Linked DNA regions of Zea mays: region 2 is linked to region 1. The links are chromatin contacts, called in public Hi-C maps. All regions are on one chromosome and are shown on one strand. The core of a region is the stretch at or near the end of the contact, and the rest is flanking DNA. Distances in the headings are between cores, read along the strand shown. Region 1 has its middle 78 kb from the start of LOC109945603. Region 2 holds the start of LOC100278630 (Pollen Ole e 1 allergen and extensin family protein).

Region 1 (4,349 bases), core at 1,033-3,532:
CGGCCGTAGACCTCTCTATTTATAGAGGAGGGGGGCTGGACCCTTTACCAACAAAACTCCGAGCAAATCCCACGATTTTCGCCAACAAACACAGCGAAAAACTCGGAACCCTAATCTATTCTGCGCGTGCGCGGACCGTCCGGCCCACAGGCGCGGACAGTCCGGACTGTCCGCACCTCAATTTGGTGCCCAACACATCCCCTCTCACGTACGAGCCTATCTACAGAGCGTGGCGGCATATAGGGCACGTGTTGCTTCGCCGCAGCCAATTTGCGATGCAGCCGGAGTGGAACTCGTGTTGGCCGGAGCACGCCATGACGGCGACCTCCACACCGTCCTGGAAGTCCTCCAGCATGTTAGGATAATGGAAAGCTGCACCATCGCAGGTACGCCCAGGTCTCTTTATATAGAAAAGGATTACATGCATGGGATACAACAGAAGGCAACAATAGTGCCGAGATTCTAGGCGAGATAAACAACTCTGCCATCCTTATCTTCTATTCCTAACACCCCCCCTCAATCTGGACGGCACGAAGTTAAGTGCAGATTGGTACAAATTTTGCTGAACGCCGGACCTGGTAACGGCTTTGTCATGATATCAGCAACTTGATCTTTGGAAGAAATAATCCGAACTTCTAGCTGTTGAGAGGCCACACGTTCTCGAACAAAATGATAATCAACTTCAACATGTTTCATGCAACGATGAAATATAGGGTTTGCAGTTAGGTAAGTGGCGCCAATATTATCACACCAAAGACTGGGAGGTCTAGGTTGTGATATACCAAGTTCCCTTAGAAGAACTTGAATCCAGATAATTTCAGCTGTGGTATTAGCAACTTCTTTGTACTCAGCTTCTGTACTTGAGCGAGATACAGTGGAATGTTTACGTGAAGACCACGAAATTAAGTTGCCGCCAAAAAAAATAGCAAAGCCACCCGTGCTTCGGCGATCATCAATATCACCAGCCCAATCAGCATCAGAAAATGCACTCAATAGAGAAGAAGTGGTCTTAGTAAAACATAGACCAACATCCAGTGTAGTCTTCAAATAACGCAAAATCCTCTTCACAGCAACCCAGTGAGAGGTGGTAGGCGCAGATAAAAATTGACACACCCGATTAACAGCATAAGATATATCCGGTCTTGTGAAGGATAAGTATTGTAGAGCACCTACAACACTCCGAAATCTTGTGGTGTCTTCAGGAGATAGTAGCTCACCATCATGAAGAGAAAGTTTATCCGCGGGTAGCATGGGTGTGTTGACGCCATTAGAAGTTTCCATGTTGGTGCGCAGCAACAAATCATTGATGTACTTGCGTTGTGTGAGTAAAAGGCCCTGAGAAGTTCTGTGAACCTCAATGCCGAGAAAATAACTGAGGGCACCAAGATCCTTGACTGCAAATTCAGAGCGGAGCTGCTGCAGAAGCTTATCAGTAGCTGAGGCAGATGAGCTGATAATAATAATATCATCCACGTATATGAGAATATACATTTGTACTTCGGGACGATTGAAAATAAATAATGACACATCAGCCTTAGATGCGTGAAATCCCAGCTTGATAAGAGTACCACTTAGACGAGAGAACCATGCACGAGGAGCTTGTTTAAGTCCATATAGGGCCTTATCAAGCTTGCAAAGAAACTCTGGATTTTTAGGGTCTTCAAAACCAGGGGGTTGCTTCATATACACATCTTCATTAAGAAAACTATGAAGAAAAGCATTCTGAATATCAATTTGTCTAAGAGACCAATCACGAGATACAACTAGAGATAATAATAACCGAATGGTAGTGTGTTTAACAACCGGGTTGAACGTGTCATCATAATCAACACCATACTGCTGCTTAAAACCTTTAGCAACCAGTCTAGCTTTATGGCGGTCTATTGAACCATCAGCTTTATATTTTAATTTGAAAACCCACTTGGAATCAATCACATTCAAATCAGAACGAGGAGGTACCAAGTGCCATGTTTTGTTCTTAAGCAAAGCGTCAAATTCTTCTTGCATGGCATGTTTCCATAAAGGTTGAGTCAAAGCAGTGACATGTGAAGATGGCTCAGCAGAAGAGACACGAGTCACAGAATAAGTTACCGTGCCGTCCGTGCGAATTTTTGGCTTTTGGATATTGTTTCGAAGACGTGTACCATAGGGATGGCCAGCACCTTCAATTTCAGTAGCAGCAGAAGTAATCGTGGAGGCAGTTGGCATGCAGCTGTCCCCTGCATGCGGTGCTTGGACCAGTGGAGAAACGGACGCAGGTGGCATGCAGTTGTCCCCTGCATGCGGTGCTTGGACTAGTGGAGAAGCGGACGCAGGTGGCATGCAGCTGTCCCCTGCATGCTGTGCTTGGACCAGTGGAGAAGCGGACGCCTGGCGCCCCTGCTCCATGCATGTGTCCCCTGCATGCATCGAAGGAATCGTGGAGGCAGGTGATATGCAGCTGTCCCCTGCATGCGGTGCTTGGACCAGTGGGGAAGCGGACGCCTGCGCAAAAACCGGTGTAGACGCGCCTGGATAGATGCTAGTATTATCTGCACGATAGCAATTAGCAGGAAACAAATTTTGTACCAAGTTATTGTTCAAATCAGTACTTCCACTGCCCGTCTGATTTTCAAAGTTGGATGAAGGATTTTTGAACGGAAAAACAGACTCGTCAAAAGTAACATCTCGTGAGATATATATACGGCCAGAATCTTTATCGAGACACTTATACCCTTTGTGCAATGAGCTGTATCCAAGAAAGATGCAAGGTTTTGATCGAAAATCAAGCTTGTGTTTATTATATGGACGGAGGTGAGGCCAACATGCACAACCAAAAATACGAAGCATGGAATAATTTGGCGGAGTTTTAAAAAGTCGTTCTAAAGGACATAAATTGTCGATGACACGAGTAGGAAGACGGTTAATAAGATAGGTGGCTGTGACAAAAGCTTCATCCCAAAATTTTTGAGGCATTTCGGCATGGGCCAATAAAGCAAGACCGGTTTCTACAATGTGACGGTGTTTTCGTTCGGCCGTACCGTTTTGTTGATGGGTATGTGGACAGGACACATGATGAGCAATCCCAAGATTAGTAAAGAATTGGTTGTGCATTTTACGATATTCACCACCCCAATCAGATTGAACATATTTTATTTTGCCATCAAGGAGACGTTCGACATGATTTTTAAATTGAAGGAAAAAACGAGGAGCCTCAGTGCGATCAATCATAAGATAAATCCAAGTGAAGCGAGTAAAATCGTCCACAAAACTAATATAGTAGCGGAAACCACCAACAGATATAGGAGCAGGACCCCAAACATCAGAATGAATTAGCTCAAGAGGCATAGTAGTGCGATGAATAGAATGAGTATATGGTAATTGATGACTTTTGGCTAACTGACATGCATTACAAATAGAGATCAAACTAGTGTCTTTGAGACACGGCAAATTATTCAAACGTAAAATAGAACACACTACTTGCGGTGAGGGATGACCAAAACGAGCGTGCCATTGTTGAGGGCGCGCCGAGTAGCTGACGAAAGCTTGATGAAGGGACTCAACATCGGAAGGCTTAATGGGATAAAGGCCGCCTTCACACTTGCCTTCCAGGAGTAGTGCCTGGGTGGCTCGATCCTTAATAAGAAAATACGAAGGATGAAATTCAAAGAATACATTATTATCCTTTGATAATTTGTGAACAGATAAAAGATGTTTTGCAATTTTAGGGACATGAAGGACATTATTTAGAGCAAGCGGGCGAGTATTAGTACTAATAGAACAAGAACCAGTATTCAAAATTTGCAAACCTGCGCCATTGCCGACTTGAACGGAGTCGCCGCCATGGTATTGCTCGCGAAGCGCGAGACGATCTAGATCACTTGTGATGTGATCTGTTGCGCCGGTGTCGTTGTACCAGCTTGGATCAACCTTGGATGAAGAGGTAGCAGCAAGGGCCATGGTCGAAGGATCATCTTGATAGTTCTCGTCCATACGATGCCAACAGTTGATGGCAGTATGGCCGAATTTGTCGCAGATTTGACATTGGGGTCGATTGCCCCGACCACGGCCACCACCACGCGGTGACCATGTGCCACCACGAGACGGCATACCAGCTCGGCCACGAGTTGCACCACGAGAGTACGTGCCTCCAGGTGCACCACCGCGCCCGCGACCGCGTCGTCCACCGCCGCGACCTGCATAGTGAGCGGACATACCCATATTGACTTGCAGATCAGCTTCATGTTGGAGGCGTCGGGCTTCAAAAACCAAGAGATGTGAGAAGACGTCGTCGAGGGAGAGCTCTTCATTCTTGGTAGTCATCGACGTAACGAAGGGGTCATAATCAGCCGGCAGCCCCGCAAAGAGAT
Region 2 (4,349 bases), core at 833-3,332, 130 kb before region 1:
GTGCGCCGGAATCTTCTAGACGAGGGTTAGTATGGGTTGTCTGGCTTCCTCGTCTAGCCGGCCTTATATCGATGCCAGATGTCCACCCTCTCCATCTACGAGGACTCGGATCTTGGGCCCATTCCTGTAGAGAAAAAGGTGAACCGGGCTGAGAACCGCCCTGGCCAACCGTGCCGCGCCGTGCCCTAGGGAGGGCCAACCACTCGAGCATGGGCTGAATTTTGCCTTCTCCGAGGAAGACGAGAGCAGACACCATGGGGATGACGAGGTGGTGGGGCAGCAATGGGGAGGTTGGACGGGCGAGGAAGAACCAGGGACATGTTTCAATACTACCTCTCGTTGGGTTGGGATGTGATATGAACTCTGTTGTTTTTTCTTTGACAACATTGATATGAACTCCGTTGTTAACTTATTATTATACACATGATTGTATCACGGCGTCGATCCTGCAACTCGATCCAAAAAATCTCTCTCTCTCTCAACAAGATATGACCATTTCCCTGCCGACTCTTTGTTGTTTAAAAAAAAAGAAACTAATTCCCTGCCGACTTCTTTCTAGCTAGGAGCACGTTAAGACAAGAGCCCGTGAAACGTGAGGGCAGAAAGCGCCAGAAGCCAGGCCATAGAATAGAGGCCGCAGAATGCACAGGCACAGATAAAGAGGACCAGAACCTCCCAAAAACATCCCATCCCATATTCACATTCGTCTACGCGTGTCTTTGGCACTATCATGCAAGGCCCTAGAGGCTACAACATTACCGATCTCTATCTACTTTGACATGTAATACCTTCGTTCTCAGTTTATTTTTCAACTAATAAAACATGATAAATAAAAAAGATTCGTTAGTTTATTTTTCAACTAAAACGGTGACAAATAAAAAGGAACGGAGAAGTACAGTAAATTGAAATTCACTATGTTGAAGACAACGAACGTAGTACGCAGAATATGCACATGCACTGATAGAGACGGCAAATCCGAACAAGTTCATTCATTCCTGGACCATTCGCCGCAAATCCGACGATGTCTTCTTCGCCTACGTCCATTCACACGAGAAACCGACATCTCCTCTGCTTCTCTTCAAGTCCTAACCAGCACTAGTGCTGAGAATTGGGTAGGATCGGGCCGGTCCGTCGCAAGCTCATTGTATTTGGGATTAAACGGGTTTAGATCTAAAAGGTTCAAAAAAAAATTTTAGGTCATATCGTGCTAGCTCAAAGAGTAGAAACAACGGTCTATTCGTTTCTAAAACACGCCGTGTCTTTATTGGACCATGTCGACCCAAATCCGACCCATATGTTTGAACCATACAAAATTCAAATATTAACCATATAAAGTACATATCGTACTAAACTAAATATATTAAATAATGTGAGTATCATTTGACAAAATAAAATTCAAATATTACAATCATATAAAGTCTATAACTTAAAAATTAAAAAAAATAAATAATATTGGTTTAATTGGACCGTGTTGGCCTAAACCCGCCCCACGCGTGCGGGCAGTGGCAGACCTACAGGGTATGCCGGGTATGCACCGGCATACCCTGTAAAACCAGCGAGTATATATATACTGTATATGTAAAAACTAAAAGGAAAAAAAAATAGTGCATTAGACAGTATGGCGTCATGATAGGAGGCCCATTAGGCGATTAAGATGCGGCACGAGCGGCAATATAGTGCATTGGATGTTTCATTTTTCTGACTCGTAGTGCCCGGTAGACTGCAGTCCACCGCCGTTTCAGTTTCCTAGTGGCATGGACGTTTCATTTTTCTAATCTAATCTTGATCGGAGAGAACGGAGCCCTGGCCATAGTGTTGGGTCGCAGTCTGCCGCCACCCTGCTCTAAATCGAAGGTTCGCTTCTCATGTCTCATCTATGGTATATATATTAGATTGTCAGATATAATCACGGTCTCTCGAAGGTTCGTCGTCTGGATCTATCGTCATACTATATATTGTTTTACCGAATTATATATAATTTTTTGCATCGCATACTCTATGGTCAAATTCTAGGTCCGCCACTGCGTGCGGGTCATGCTAGGGGCGCTAGAAAACCCGACCTAGGCCTGCCTTTAGACTATACCAGTCTAACTCATATTATTTCGTTCCGGACTATGTTATAGCCTCCTGTTTTTAGTCCATGCTCGTGCTTAAAAAAAAGCCCCCATGCATGCATAAATCTAACGGCGCGCCTCCTATAGGCTATAGCACTGCCGCATGAGAAGATAGCGCCCGCTGCAATGAACCGCGCTTCTTGGTTGCTCCTTGTTCTGGTGCAGCTCTCTTGCTTGCACTGCTACTCAGCCACCCACCATGGCGGCGGCCGGAAGCACGGACGCCCACTACTACCCGCGCCCGCCAACGTCGTCGTCGGCTCCGTTGTCGTCGTCCACTCCGGCAGCTCCGAGGCTACCACCACCGCCGTTTCTTCAGGTGCGCATGCAACTATTGTGCTGCTTCCACCGTGGTGTTTATTTTGGGCCTCGATTGTGTGCCTGCCTGCTTCGACCGTGTACCTAGCTAACACAGTCTCAGGCACCCTGGTCGGGGTCCGGTGCCACGACGGGAACGGCCGGACGGTGTTCCGGAAGGACGGCGTCGTGACGGACCGCAGCGGCAGGTTCCGCGTGCACCTCGCGCACGGGCCAAGCAGCTCAAGCAGCAGCAGCAGCCACCAGCTCCGGTCCGTCACGTCCTGCTCGGTGGCGGTGCACCTCCCGCAGGCGTCGCCGCCGTGCGTCGCCACCGCCAGCTCCGCTCGCGGGCTCCACCTCGTCGCCCACCACAACAAGCACGACCACGGCGGCGGCACTCGCGTCTTCTCCGCCGGCGCCTTCTCCGTCCGCCCGGAGCTCTGCAGCAACAAGGGCCTGTTCTTCCCGCCGGTCCCGCTCGTGCCGGAGCCACCCAACGTCGGCGGCGTGCCCATCCCGCCCAACCCGGTCACGCCAGCCCCGCCGTCCCTCGTGCCGCCGCTCCTGCCTACCCCGTCTCCGCCGTCCGTCCTGCCACCGCTTGTCCCACAGCCACCGCCGTCGTCGGTAATACCGCCGTTGTTGCCGTTGGTTAAGCCGCCGCCGCCGCCACCGCCGCCCCAGCTTCTTCCACCCCTGGTGCCGGTTCTTCCTCCGGGGGTGCCTGGCGTACCGCCGGCCTCCGCTTCAACGAATCGCCGCCCCGTGAACGTGAATCATCCCTGAGAAAAAAACTTGGAGCTGTACTGTGTTGTCTTTTACATTTACACGCACGTACGTACGAACTGCCGTCAGCTGTAATTTTCTTGTTCGTCAATCTGAGCTGTAATTTTCTACTCTACCAAAAATGAAACTATTCACTATATAAAGCACTAATTTCCATCGTCGCTCTACATCGTCCTTTATCTCCTGTCGTTCACCTCTCATCGCCCTCGGGTTTTTTAAGTTGGTGCCCTCAGTTTTGGTGGTGTGTTCACTTATACCCTTAGTCGTGTTTTTTTGCTCAGCTGTGCTCTTCTGTTCTATAACACTGGAAGGACACAGCTGAGCAAAAAACACGACTAAGGGTATAAGTGAGCACACCACCAAAACTGAGGGCACCCACTTAAAACACCCTCCCATATTTAAATGGTAAAAAACTAAAATTATATATAAATAAAGATTTGAATCATGGTTGTTGACTTTAAACTCACATTCTCACTTATTTAGTCAACAAAATACATATACAAACACTTTGCTAGTAATATTAAAGCGAGAACGCAATGGATAATTAATTAAGCTCCCTCTATGGATAATAAATTGGCAAGGGATGATTTAGCCTCCCGCTAATGATGGGATTACCACTGGTAGAGTGAATCTTCGTTAGGTCCGTTTGGAACAATTTTTCTTTAGGTCCGTTTGCAACAGTTTTTCTGGAGCAGGCTACTAAGAAGCGTCTGACAGAAGCCAATTCTAATGGCTGGAATAACCAGAATGGAAATTTCGGTGCAAAGATTGAGCCACAATTAACACAAATGTGCCATACTGACTCTCCTAACATCCAAACACCTGCAACAAAAGCTAGTAGTAGTGCAATATCAACTCCAAGACTCGTTGGATGGGTTACCCCGTATTGTTGAGTATAGATTCTTGATATAACAAAAGCAAGATATCCATGTTCAAAAATAGCTCGATCTCTCAAACAACTAACAAGCTGCTGCATGTGGATCCTGATCTTGGTCTACGTTGACTGTCCAAATTGATGAAATCAACGTGTAGATGGTTTTTTTTTTCAGATCAAGGATGTCAATCAAGGGGCCTAAGAAAGATGCTCTTCGAAAAACATCGAAACATATGAAAACACTGAAGGTGAGCAAAGCCAAAGGTACGGAAACC

Evidence for each region. Hi-C and Micro-C count contacts between places; a contact is called where the count stands out from the background.
Region 2: a contact with region 1 is called in a Hi-C map of tassel, with 5 times the contacts expected there. The contact joins the promoter of LOC100278630 here to the enhancer-like site in region 1. A contact is called at or near these places in 4 of 25 Hi-C or Micro-C datasets (ear, leaf and tassel).

Annotation. Positions count from the first base shown.
Region 1 is chr4:193,745,129-193,749,477 of Zm-B73-REFERENCE-NAM-5.0, reverse strand. No RefSeq gene overlaps it. Among protein-coding and RNA genes, the nearest start is that of LOC109945603, 78 kb to the left of the region's middle. Within about 2 kb of position 2,282, at least 16 of the 20 cell types and tissues checked have an H3K27ac peak or open chromatin away from gene starts, as enhancers often do. A contact at or near this core is called in ear, leaf and tassel, where this site is marked.
Region 2 is chr4:193,875,591-193,879,939 of Zm-B73-REFERENCE-NAM-5.0, reverse strand. It overlaps LOC100278630 (Pollen Ole e 1 allergen and extensin family protein), which reads left to right and starts at 2,082. Exons shown (of 2, transcript NM_001151844.1): 1 at 2,082-2,433; 2 at 2,536-3,339. The coding sequence starts at 2,241. The coding sequence ends at 3,200. LOC103654342 (a long non-coding RNA gene) reads right to left here and starts at 328. Exons shown (of 2, transcript XR_566033.4): 1 at 1-328.